Regions from separate parts of the Sus scrofa genome. Here regions 1 and 3 are each linked to region 2. A link is a contact called in public Hi-C and promoter capture Hi-C data. All regions are on one chromosome and are shown on one strand. Each heading gives the region's core, a stretch centred on a gene start, on an enhancer-like site or on the middle of the called end of the contact. The rest is flanking DNA. Distances are from core to core; before and after follow the strand shown. Region 1 holds the start of TMEM5 (transmembrane protein 5). Region 2 holds the start of C5H12orf56. Region 3 holds the start of SRGAP1 (SLIT-ROBO Rho GTPase-activating protein 1).

Region 1 (3,559 bases), core at 792-3,291, 570 kb before region 2:
GAAAAAATGATTTCCCAAAAAACATAAAAACCATGAGGTAGGCATTGTTAACCCCATTTTATAGAAAGAGATAAGGTGCCAAGCAACCTGATTTAGTTTTGTATAGCTAATAAACAGTAAAGCTACAACTAGGCTAAAAATAATATCCACAGGGAAGTTTTTAAAAAGACACTTTTTTTTTTCCTAGGAGAAGACTAAAAATGAGAATCTGTAGGCAAAGGGAGGCTTCAGATAGTAACCATTGTCTCGTTTTTAATAAGAAAATATCTTGGTGCCTGCTCGGACAGCACATATACTAAAATTTGAACGATACAGAGATTAGCATGGCCCCTGCACTAGGATGACGCGCAAATTCGTGAAGTGTTCCATATTTTCATCACTTATATGTGGAATCTAAAATACAACACAAATCAACATATCTACAAAACAAAAACAGACTCACAGATATAGAAAACAGACCTGTAGTAGGGAGGAAAAAAGTGGGAGTTTGAGATTAGCAGAAGCAAACTATTATACATAGTACAGATAAAGTTCTACTATATAGCAAAGGAAACTATAGTCAATATCCTGTGATAAAACATAATGGAAAGTAATATGAAAAATAATATATATGTATAACTGAGTCACTTTGCTGTACATCAAAAATTACAAACCATTATAAATCAATTATACTTCGATAAAATTTTAAAAAATATCTTGGTTAGATATGTATAATTATTTCACTTAATGTCCTCAAAAAACTTTGGAAACTTCTTATAATCTGCTTTCACAAACTTACTGCCTTGTTTTAATATCCTCAACTGTGGTACAGTTTTATCCTTTGATGACAGATTTAATTTGGAGGAACAACCATGCCGTACTTGGAGTCAAATTGGAAAATGGATAATTAAGATGTATGATTAAACTCAAGCTTTTTATTATTAGTATATGATATTTTTAAGCAAAAAAAAAATGAATAAAAACAGGTTGAGGGGCCAGAACACAGCTCCTCTAATAGCAATGATGCAGAGCAGAGAACAGACGCAGGATTTCCAGTCCCAGCTCAGCCACTAACAAAGTATATGATTTGAGTCATCACCTCACCTCTCTGAACCTTCATTTCCTTCCAGTCTTAAAATTCTCCTTATCAGATTATCTAGATGTCATTTTAAAAGACAGAGTCCTGACTCTAAGAGCATTAAATTCAGAAAAAGTAAGTTTTTGCTAATTGATGTGTTGGAAATTTTATCCAGAAACGTTAAGACAAAGTAGAGTAATACTGGAGTAGCGTTAAATCTATCAGGATACAGCAACTTGTGGCTCTAACAGTCAACTCCACACTTATATCCCATAAATTTTCTAGCTACCAAGGCTGCCAGACAAATTGAACAGCAATACCAGAAACAGCCAACTGGTGGGGGTGGGGGGTGGGGGGAAGAGCCCAATTTCACAAGGGTTAACATAGAAAATTGATAGACACCATTCAATTTTACAGCCTCTGACAAAAGACTGCATGGCTTGTGCACTGAAGTCACATCATAGCAATAAAACTTAATTTAAAAAGTATTTTGATTTTGGGAAGGTATAGATAATATGATATTTGCTACTCTAACCATTTCTAAGTGTACCATTAAATGAGAATTACATTCACAATGTTGTGCCATTACCCACCTCTTAATTTCTTTAATGGGTTTCTATGTTCATTCACCTGTCAATGCAGCAGACTAGGAATCACATGTTGATCAAAAACTGCAGTGATCCATGCCCTCGTGTGGCCTTCATGAAAAAAGGTGCTGTTTGGGGTTTTTTCCTTTGAGATCAGGTAACAGTGAAGGCATTCTGTACATAGGAAGTTGGGTAGCGTTGAAAGGGTTCCTGGATACCCTTGCAGAGGTCTGGGAGCAGCGATGGGAAGGTGTGGTCTTTCAATGCCCAAGTCTTGAGTCTGTGTCAAGGAGGACCTCAGCGCTCCCGAAGGGGCGGGGCCTAGGGTAGGGAGGAGCCGCAGAGAGGCTTGGGCGGGGCCAGGGGCGGGGCCTGAACCGGGCGAGGGCGGGGCAGAGGAGCGGCGGGCCGGGCCGTTTCTGGTGACGCCCGCCGGCGCCTGGGCCTGCACCGGACGCCGCCAGGGCCGCGGCGCGGAGCGTCCGCTTCAGCTCCGGCCCATCTCCACGGTGGCCTGACGGGAAGCCTCAGTGGGATGCGGCTGACGCGGAAGCGTCTGTGCTCGTTTCTCATCGCCCTGTACTGCCTCTTTTCCCTCTACGCCGCCTACCACGTCTTCTTCGGGGGCCGCCGCCGGACGCCGGCTCCGTCTCTGCGGGGCCTCAGGAAGGGGGCTGTCCCGGCGCGGGAGAGGCGCGGCCGAGGTAGGACACCGGGCAGTGGCCTCCCTCCTCGGCTGCGCGCCCGGACGCGGACGCGCGGCTGCCGGGCGGTGGGGGCCGGGCTAGCAGAGCCGCGTGGCCATCCGACCTGCTCTCTGTCCGGCACTAACCCCCAGGCCCCGGGGTACGCTTTTCCTCGCTCAACTCCAGGTAGCCGGCCCTGGCCTCGGGATTCGGCCCTTGCCCAGATCTAACATGCCCCTCCCACTGGGCTGACAGGTGCGGTCACCTTTAAAACACATCTTAAAAATCAAAGGCGCGCTCACAAAATGTCAGAGGTTGGCGAGAATGCCGCTGGCTTAAAGACATCTGTTTCCATATTGAAACAAAGAGCCTTCTCTAACCCTGCCTTGACTTCAGAAGGCCAGAGAGCTTTATCTCCAAGTTCTTATCCCCTGTTTTGCATTTTGACCTATGGCAGGAGCGGACTCAGGCTTATTTCTCCCTTCTTTCAGAATTTTGCACATACACATCTAAAACTGTTGGACACATAACATGTTCAAGTTAGGCTTTTGTATATAGCTTGCGTTACATATATACAATCTATAAAGAATTGGCACAAGTTAAACTTGTAACTCGCTACACATTACCGTACTCAGTTATCTTATAAGACTTAGAATTTCCTGCCTCGTGTTAATGTTTTATTTCAAGCTCTTTCAGAGTAAAGATTCAGTCAAAATTAAATTCTTATTTCCTTTTTTATTTTGTGTTTAACTTCAAATTCTGTTGCTTTATCTCTGAAAAATCGAAGTTAGGATGTAATTAAACTCCTTAACATCTAATTTAAATAGCTTGAATTTATAGCTGCAGCTGTACCTTGTTGATAACAATTGTTACTCTTTTTGTAGCAGAGCAATCTACTTTGAGAAGTGAAGAATGGAATCCTTGGGAAGGAGATGAAAAAAATGAGCAACAGCAGAGACTTAAAACTAGCCTTCAAATATTAAATAAGTCCACAAAGGGGAAAACAGACTTCCATGTACAAATCTGGGGCAAAGCTGCCATTGGTAAGTTAATGTTTAACACTAAGACTATAAAAAGCACTTTATTAGTATTAAATTCATCTTATTTTAATACATTTATAATTTATTTCATCATCTAAGACATCATGATGCATTTTTTCACTTTTTCTCAATATCCCATTTCCCTTTTCTGTTAAGACAATATCTGTATAAATACAATGCACACATGCA
Region 2 (3,425 bases), core at 179-2,678:
CCAGGCGGCTGTTGGTGCGCGCTGGGAAGCCAGACGGCGTGGGGCTGGCCATAGGGGTGCCCGCGGCCGGGCCGAGTGGCTGGAGCGGCGGACGCTTCTGGCCCGCCCAGCCTCCGCCCCGCCCGCGGTGGAACCCGCGCGCGCCACAAAGCCGCCGCCCTGCCACCGCCTCCCGCGGGTCCTGGGGGCCAGGCCCCCCTCTTCGGAGCCCAACGCCGGGTCTCGCTCCCTAGAGCCCCCGGTCCGGCCCCGCCCTCCCCCCCAATCCCAACCCCAGACTGCAGTGGGAGGGGCAAGACACCGCTTCTTGAGGTTCCTCGCTGCCAAGCATCTTGGGGCCCTCCGCTCACCCGCCCTCTCCTACTCTAGCTGCTGCCCACCAAGGCCGTCCCTTGCAAACTGTGTGGAAGCCCCAGCTTTAGTCTGGTTTTCTATTGGAAACTTGGGCGAGTTGCAATTTACCGATTTATTTTTAAATAGAACAATCCTAAAGCTTTCTTAAGGTCAATCACACAGGTTTAGCTTTCCGTTATAACATTGCCCGGCATAACTCTCTTAAGTTTTCTTGAGCTACGTAAGAGCTCTCTGACAGAAGAAAATTTTATAAATTGATTTGAGCACACCCAGACCTGTCTAATGGATATGCTTCTGTTCCCAGTGCCCAGGACAATGCCCCCCTGTAGGCAGTTTAAACAACCTGTGTAGGATGAGAGACTGCGTGAAGCCTGAATCTTGAAAAAATTGAAGCTTAGAGGTTGAGAAATGTTGGTCAGGCAGGCCTGAGGCTGCAGGGTAGTAAAAGTACCCTTTAGTTTTTACAGACCAGGAATAACATTATAAATTAGGTCAGAGACATGAGAAGGGCACAACAATAGATAGAAACTTGCCTCCAATATATCCTAGGTGAGAACTTTCATTTTAATTTCAAGCCCTAGGAAAGTCATTCTCCCTCCCTGCCCATTCACCCAGTAACCTGGTAATGTAAACCATGTATTTATATTTTGTATGTTTTCTTCCAGCTACCTGCAACTCAGAATCAAATCCTATATTCTATATTGCATTTTATATTCTCCTTTTCCTCATATTTTATTAATGCATACTGTGTGTTAAAAGCAATTTCAAGTCCTTTGTGGAAAGAGAGTATACACAAAACACATAAACAGATATTGTAGACTAAATCCCTGCAAACGGTAACTGAGGAGAAATGTTTGGATGTGCTAAAGAAGTCTGAGGAGCTCAGCAGCAGCAAAGAAACAGAAACAGTATTTCTTTTTGGAGAGACTTGTATTTGGTAAGGAGAGAAGTGCCATCTGCTGACAAAATCTTAAATGACCTCGAATTTAAAGTTTCTTAGAAGTTAGTCATGGATCAGCGGCAACAAACCCCACTAGTATCCATGAGGACTCAAATTCGGTCCCTGGCCTCGCTCAGTCGGTTAAGGATCCAGTGTTGTCATGAGCTGTGGTGTAGATATCGCAGATGCGGCTCAGATGTGGCATTGCTATGGCTGTGATGTAGGCCACCAGCTACAGCTCCAATTTGACCCCTAGCCTGGGTACTTCCATATACCACACCTGCAGCTCTAAAAAGATAAAAAAATAAAAATGCATAAATAAATAAAGTTTTCTTAGAATCAGATTATACGACTGACTCTTCATAACTTCATACCAGGATGAAGAGAGAACCCCAGAGGCATGGCTATTTCCTTTGAAATAAAGACTCTTCCCAGGAGTTCCCTTCGTGGCTCAGCAATTAATGAACCCGACTAGGATCCATGAGGATGTGGGTTCCATTCCTGTCCTTGCTCGGGTTAAGGATCCAGTGTTGCCCCAAGCTGTGGTGTAGGTTGCAGTCGCCGCTTAGATCCTGTTTTGCTATAGCTGTGGTGTAGGCCAGCAGCTGTAGCTCCAACTCCACTCCTAACCTGGGAATCTCCATATGCCGTGGGTGTGGCCCTAAAAAAAAAAAAAAAAGACTCTTCTCCGTCTAACCTATTCTAGAATTTGTTGTATCAAACCAATAGAAAGCAAAGCCTCCTCACCTTTGCCAAATAGCCACACCTCACAAGAGTGAAAGGCAAATGACTACAGGTAGAATGTGAGGCCCACATGGGGGAAAAGGCCTCAGTTCAGACGGCTATTCAGTGTCTTTCAGGCTCCCTGTTCCATACTCACCTCCTGGGACTAAGGAACAGAACGACTGAGTCAGGACCAGAAAAGACAGCATGTCTGGTCTCTCTGCCAGGAAGCCCATCATAAATGAGCTTTTGGAGACAAGGGTACTAGGGTTAACAAACATAAAGATGAAGCATATGAGGGAATCTAATAAAGGGTCTGGTGGTTAAGGTGACCTCAGTTAAATGTTTAACTTTGCGGCATACAGAGAAGGCAGTGTCATGGTTTCCAGGCACTCATTGTTCTGTACTGTGGCTGTTACCTTGGCAACAGCAAAGTTCAGATCACAGAAAGGGGCTTTTATATAGGAGAAAGATCCCTAGATTTGGAGTCAGGAGAACTGGATTAGAGCACTAATCCTGTTGCTCACTATCTGAGATTTTTGGAAAGTCACTTCACCTTTTGAGCCTGTTTCACCATCCGTAAAGTGAAACTAACTGCTATTAACAAATGCCCTGCATCAAGGAGTGGGTGTGAGGAGTGAAGGTAAGGACTTAGGAATTCTAAAAGCACCACAGACATGTAAAACATCCATATTCCCTTATCTTTTGGTAGGCTGTATGAGGATCATTAAAATCACACCCTACCTAGGCATTTACTCCTTATCTTCTAAATCCATCCAAACTCAGCAAGCACTTTGACAGATCTTGTACAATCAAGCACTTAACCTGATAAACTTTCCTGATAAAACTATCAAAAGGAATGGGAATTTTTCAGTGGTTCATTGGTTAACGAACCGACTAGTATCCATGAGGACACAGGTTCGATCCCTGGCCCAGCTCAGTGAGTTAAGGATCCAGCGTTGCCGTGAGCTGTGGTGAGCTGTGGTGTAGGTGGCAGACGTGCCTCAGATCCAGCGTTGCTGTGGCTCTGATGTAGGCCAGCGGCTACAGCAACAATTAGACCCCTAGCCTGGGAACCTCCATGTGCCGTGGCAGCGGCCCTAGAAAAGCCAAAAAGACCAAAAAAATAAATAAATAAAATGTGCTGATTTCTGCTGTACAACAAAGTGACTCAGTCATATGTATATACCTTCTTTTTTTATATTATTTTCCATCATGGTCTATCTCAGAAGATTGGATATAGTTCCACATGCTGTACAGTAGGAACTTGTTGTGTATCCATTATCGGGGGGGGGGGGGGTGTGTGTTTGTTTTTGAGTTTTTTTGGCTCTCCTAGGCACATGGAATTCCCAGGCCAGGGATCAGATCCAAGACACAGTTGTAACCTAAGCCACAGTGTGGCAACACC
Region 3 (3,272 bases), core at 542-3,041, 520 kb before region 2:
GAGTGTCTTGTCTCTGGTCTCTCTAGCCCCATGGCCAACTCATCCTTCCATCCTGCCAACAGTTATCTTTATAAAACATGCATATGATCATGACACTTCTCTACTTAAAAGGCTCCCTGCTGTCTGCAGAATTGTGTCCAAGAGCTTGGCTCTCTCAGTTGGCCCTCACCTTCCTTCTCAGCCTCTGCTTTGGATATTCTGGCTCTTCACCCTACACTCTTACCTAAGACAGCGCCACATGAAATTAGGGCAATCGAGAATTCTGTAGCTAACCTCCTCTGTGGCAAAATGGAAAGGAACAAATAATTTTTTATTGTTTCCTTACATTCTCTCCTGTTGATATAAAGTAAAACATCTGTCATCGCCTGTCAGGGATCTGGTATTTTTTTATTTTCTTTCTTTTTTTTTTAAGGCCACATCCGTGGCATATGGAAGGTCCACCTGAGCCACAGCAGCTGCTGCAGCACACTGCACCAACCCGAAGCTCCACAGTAGCCCAAGGTGCTACAGTGGGATTCTTAATGCACTGCGGCACAGCAGGAACTCCCAATCTGGTATTTTATTTGTTTGTCTTTTTTTATCTTGTCAGGGGCACACCCTCGGCATATGGAGGTTCCCAGGGGTCAAATCGAAGCTGTAGCCACTGGCCTGCACCTCGTCATCCACTTACACCATAGCTCAGGGCAATGCCGGATCCTTAACCCACTGAGTGAGGCCAGGGATGCAACCTGCGTCCTCATGGATGTTAGATTCATTTCTGCTGAGCCAGGACGGCAACTCCCCCATCTGGTATTTTAGAGGAAGAGGTCTTGCAGCTCATTTCAAACTCCCCCAGAGAAGGATGCTGCTGCTTCTCCTGAGAATGCGACCCTTTCCCTAAGGTGAAAACCTACGTCCTACTCATCCTTTAAATTCAGTTCAAATACCATTTCGCTGGGAAGCCTTTCTTCTCAAACCTCTTATGCGGTCCCAGTTTCCTCAGGGCTCCCAGAGTAGTGAGCTCCCCTACAGCATTATTGTACCATCTGTAATTACTCATTTATACAACTGTAGATCGTGAGACTCTTTAGGGCAGGGTTCTACTCTCTGAATCCCTAGCTCTTAGCTTGATTTTTGGCTTGCTGTAAGAACTCAAAATGTTGTCTCATGAATGAATGATGAAAGTCTCAAAGTCCCTTCACTCTTTAGATCTCACAGGGAAAACATCTGATACTGGACACGCCTTTGGACACAGCACTTTGATATATCAGGCTCATAATATTTGAGAAGGAAAGGTCCCTTCAAAACCTAATGACATCCTAAGCGTGACCTGTTCCCCCACCACACCTTTCCTGCCATCGTAACCACCCCCTTCCCCCAAGATAGGGAGAATATGATCATGATTTTTCTCCGCCCAGATCAAAGAGCTTCGCCCTTCCTTGATTCTTAACAGCCAAGACGTTCACAATAGACTCCAGGGTTTCTGCTGGGTTTGGTGACATCTTCGAGTGACATCTTTCTTTCGTGGAGACATCCAAATCTGGATCTCCCCACCGGACTCTGAAAAGAGCCCCACTACAGCTCCGACCGGCGGCCGAAGACAACCCGCCTGGTCAGGAGGGGTTTTCCAGCTGTGCAGGCTGCACAGCCCCGGGAGGCGCTGGGGGCGTCGCCCACGGCCGCCGGGCTCCGCGCGCAGGCCCGGGCTGCGGTTGGCCACAAGAGGCATCCATCTTCCCGGACGAGCGCGGCGCTTCCTCACCGAGCCGGGCGGGGGCGAGGGCGGAGAAGGGAACGTGTGGCTGAGCCCACCCCTCCCGCGAGCCCTGCCCCACCTCGCCGAGCGCCGTCCGGCCGCCCGGGTCGCTGCCGCCCGTAGCTCGCTCCCGGAACGCCCAGGAGCCGCGGGGCCGTGAGAGCGCCGGCAACTTCGCAGCCGCCCCGGGGGCGCGGCTCCACCGGGTGCGTGTGCGAGTGTGCCTGTCGCCGGCGGCCTCCTGGGGGCAGCAGCGGAAAGGGGGACGAGGAGAAAGAGGCAGCCTCGGCGCACGGTGGCCCAGGAGGCAGAGGCCCCGCGTTAACGCCGGCGGTGGAGGCACAAACTCCGCCGGGGCTGCGACCAGGACGTGTTCTTTAGGCGCGGCAGCCGCCCTCGCGGCCAGCGCTGGGACTTGCTTTCGGATCGCGATTCCTCTTGCCTGCCCGGGGCAGTAGCAGCCGTGTGTGCCCACGGAGGAGCAGCGGCCCCGGCAGCAACATCCCTAGTCCGGGCGGGACCCCTGAGCGCCGGAGTCGGTGGCTGGAGCAAGAAGGGAGGGTCGCGGCGCCCGCCCTCCTGGACTGACCCTGCCCGGCGCTCCCCGTGCGGGTTGCTAACAATGGTGCGGAGCGCCGGCGCGATCCCCGCGTCCGCCCAGCGGTGGTAGAGGAAGTGGCCAGCTCCGGGTGGGGTGGGCAGGGAGACGCCCCCTGCCACTCGCTCGCCGGAGTTTGCCGGCGCACCAGGCCTCCCCGGCCCCGAGCCCTGGGCTCCCCTCCGCATCACCGACGGCAGCTGGATCCGGAGAGTATGGTGCCAGCGCCTGGGTTAATCTAGTCCTCGGCTCGCTCCTTTTTTTTCCTCCTCCTCTTCTTCCTCCTCCTTTCCCTCCTGTCGGTGCTGCCTCTGGGTTCACTGCGTGTGGGAGTACAACTCTGCCTCTCCAAGGAGACTGATCTGTGACCCCCTAACAGAACTTGCCCATTGAAAGCAAACCCAGTAACAGCTGGATAATGTCCACTCCGAGCAGATTCAAAAAGGACAAAGAGATCATAGCCGAGTATGAAAGTCAAGTCAAAGGTAAGAATGGGAGCGGCTGCCCTGCTCCTTTTGTGTGCTTTCTTGTCATTGTGCTCTGGGAGTTGCATTTCTAACTTGGGGTCTGCGTTGGAGGAAGGTTGTGAGGGACAGCTAGGGTGCCTGGTTGAGCCACCCGGGGCTTCGTGCAAGCCAATCCCAGTCGCAATCCTAGTCCCGTCAAACCCACGGGGAGCTGGAAACTGGGTGGCTTTCCCCAGCTGCCAGCGCGCAGCTCCAATAGGGTAAACCTGGCTTTAACTTAACAACCTTAAGCCGAGCAATCTGCAGGGGAGGCAGGCAGCAGCAGTGGTTGTCATCACCATCATCCTTATTATTCTTTTTAAACAATGCCATTGTCACAATGTAGTTTTTTTTTTTTTTAAGGAGTCTTTTTTCTGAAGTCTGGACCCAAAGTGATCTAGAGCTTTATTGAGTGCAGGCAATTTTCAACATT

What was found. Promoter capture Hi-C pulls out the DNA fragments that hold promoters and counts their contacts. Hi-C and Micro-C count contacts between places; a contact is called where the count stands out from the background.
Region 1: a promoter capture Hi-C map of liver shows a contact between it and region 2, with 6 times the contacts expected there. The contact joins the promoter of TMEM5 here to the promoter of C5H12orf56 in region 2. A contact is called at or near these places in 2 of 5 promoter capture datasets (fetal liver and liver) and 1 of 2 datasets of contacts at active chromatin or transcription factors (alveolar macrophages).
Region 3: a contact with region 2 is called in a Hi-C map of embryonic fibroblasts, with 3 times the contacts expected there. The contact joins the promoter of SRGAP1 here to the promoter of C5H12orf56 in region 2. A contact is called at or near these places in 15 of 47 Hi-C or Micro-C datasets (alveolar macrophages, brain, embryonic fibroblasts and 9 more) and 2 of 2 datasets of contacts at active chromatin or transcription factors (alveolar macrophages and skeletal muscle).

Annotation. Positions count from the first base shown.
Region 1 is chr5:28,245,368-28,248,926 of Sscrofa11.1, forward strand. TMEM5 (transmembrane protein 5) reads left to right here and starts at 2,042. Exons shown (of 6, transcript XM_005663949.3): 1 at 2,042-2,348; 2 at 3,218-3,373. The coding sequence starts at 2,180.
Region 2 is chr5:28,817,708-28,821,132 of Sscrofa11.1, forward strand. It overlaps C5H12orf56, which reads right to left and starts at 1,429. Exons shown (of 13, transcript XM_013997692.2): 1 at 1-1,429. The coding sequence starts at 52. All of the region lies in intron 5 of XPOT (exportin-T), which reads left to right.
Region 3 is chr5:28,299,164-28,302,435 of Sscrofa11.1, forward strand. SRGAP1 (SLIT-ROBO Rho GTPase-activating protein 1) reads left to right here and starts at 1,792. Exons shown (of 22, transcript XM_021091938.1): 1 at 1,792-2,818. The coding sequence starts at 2,752.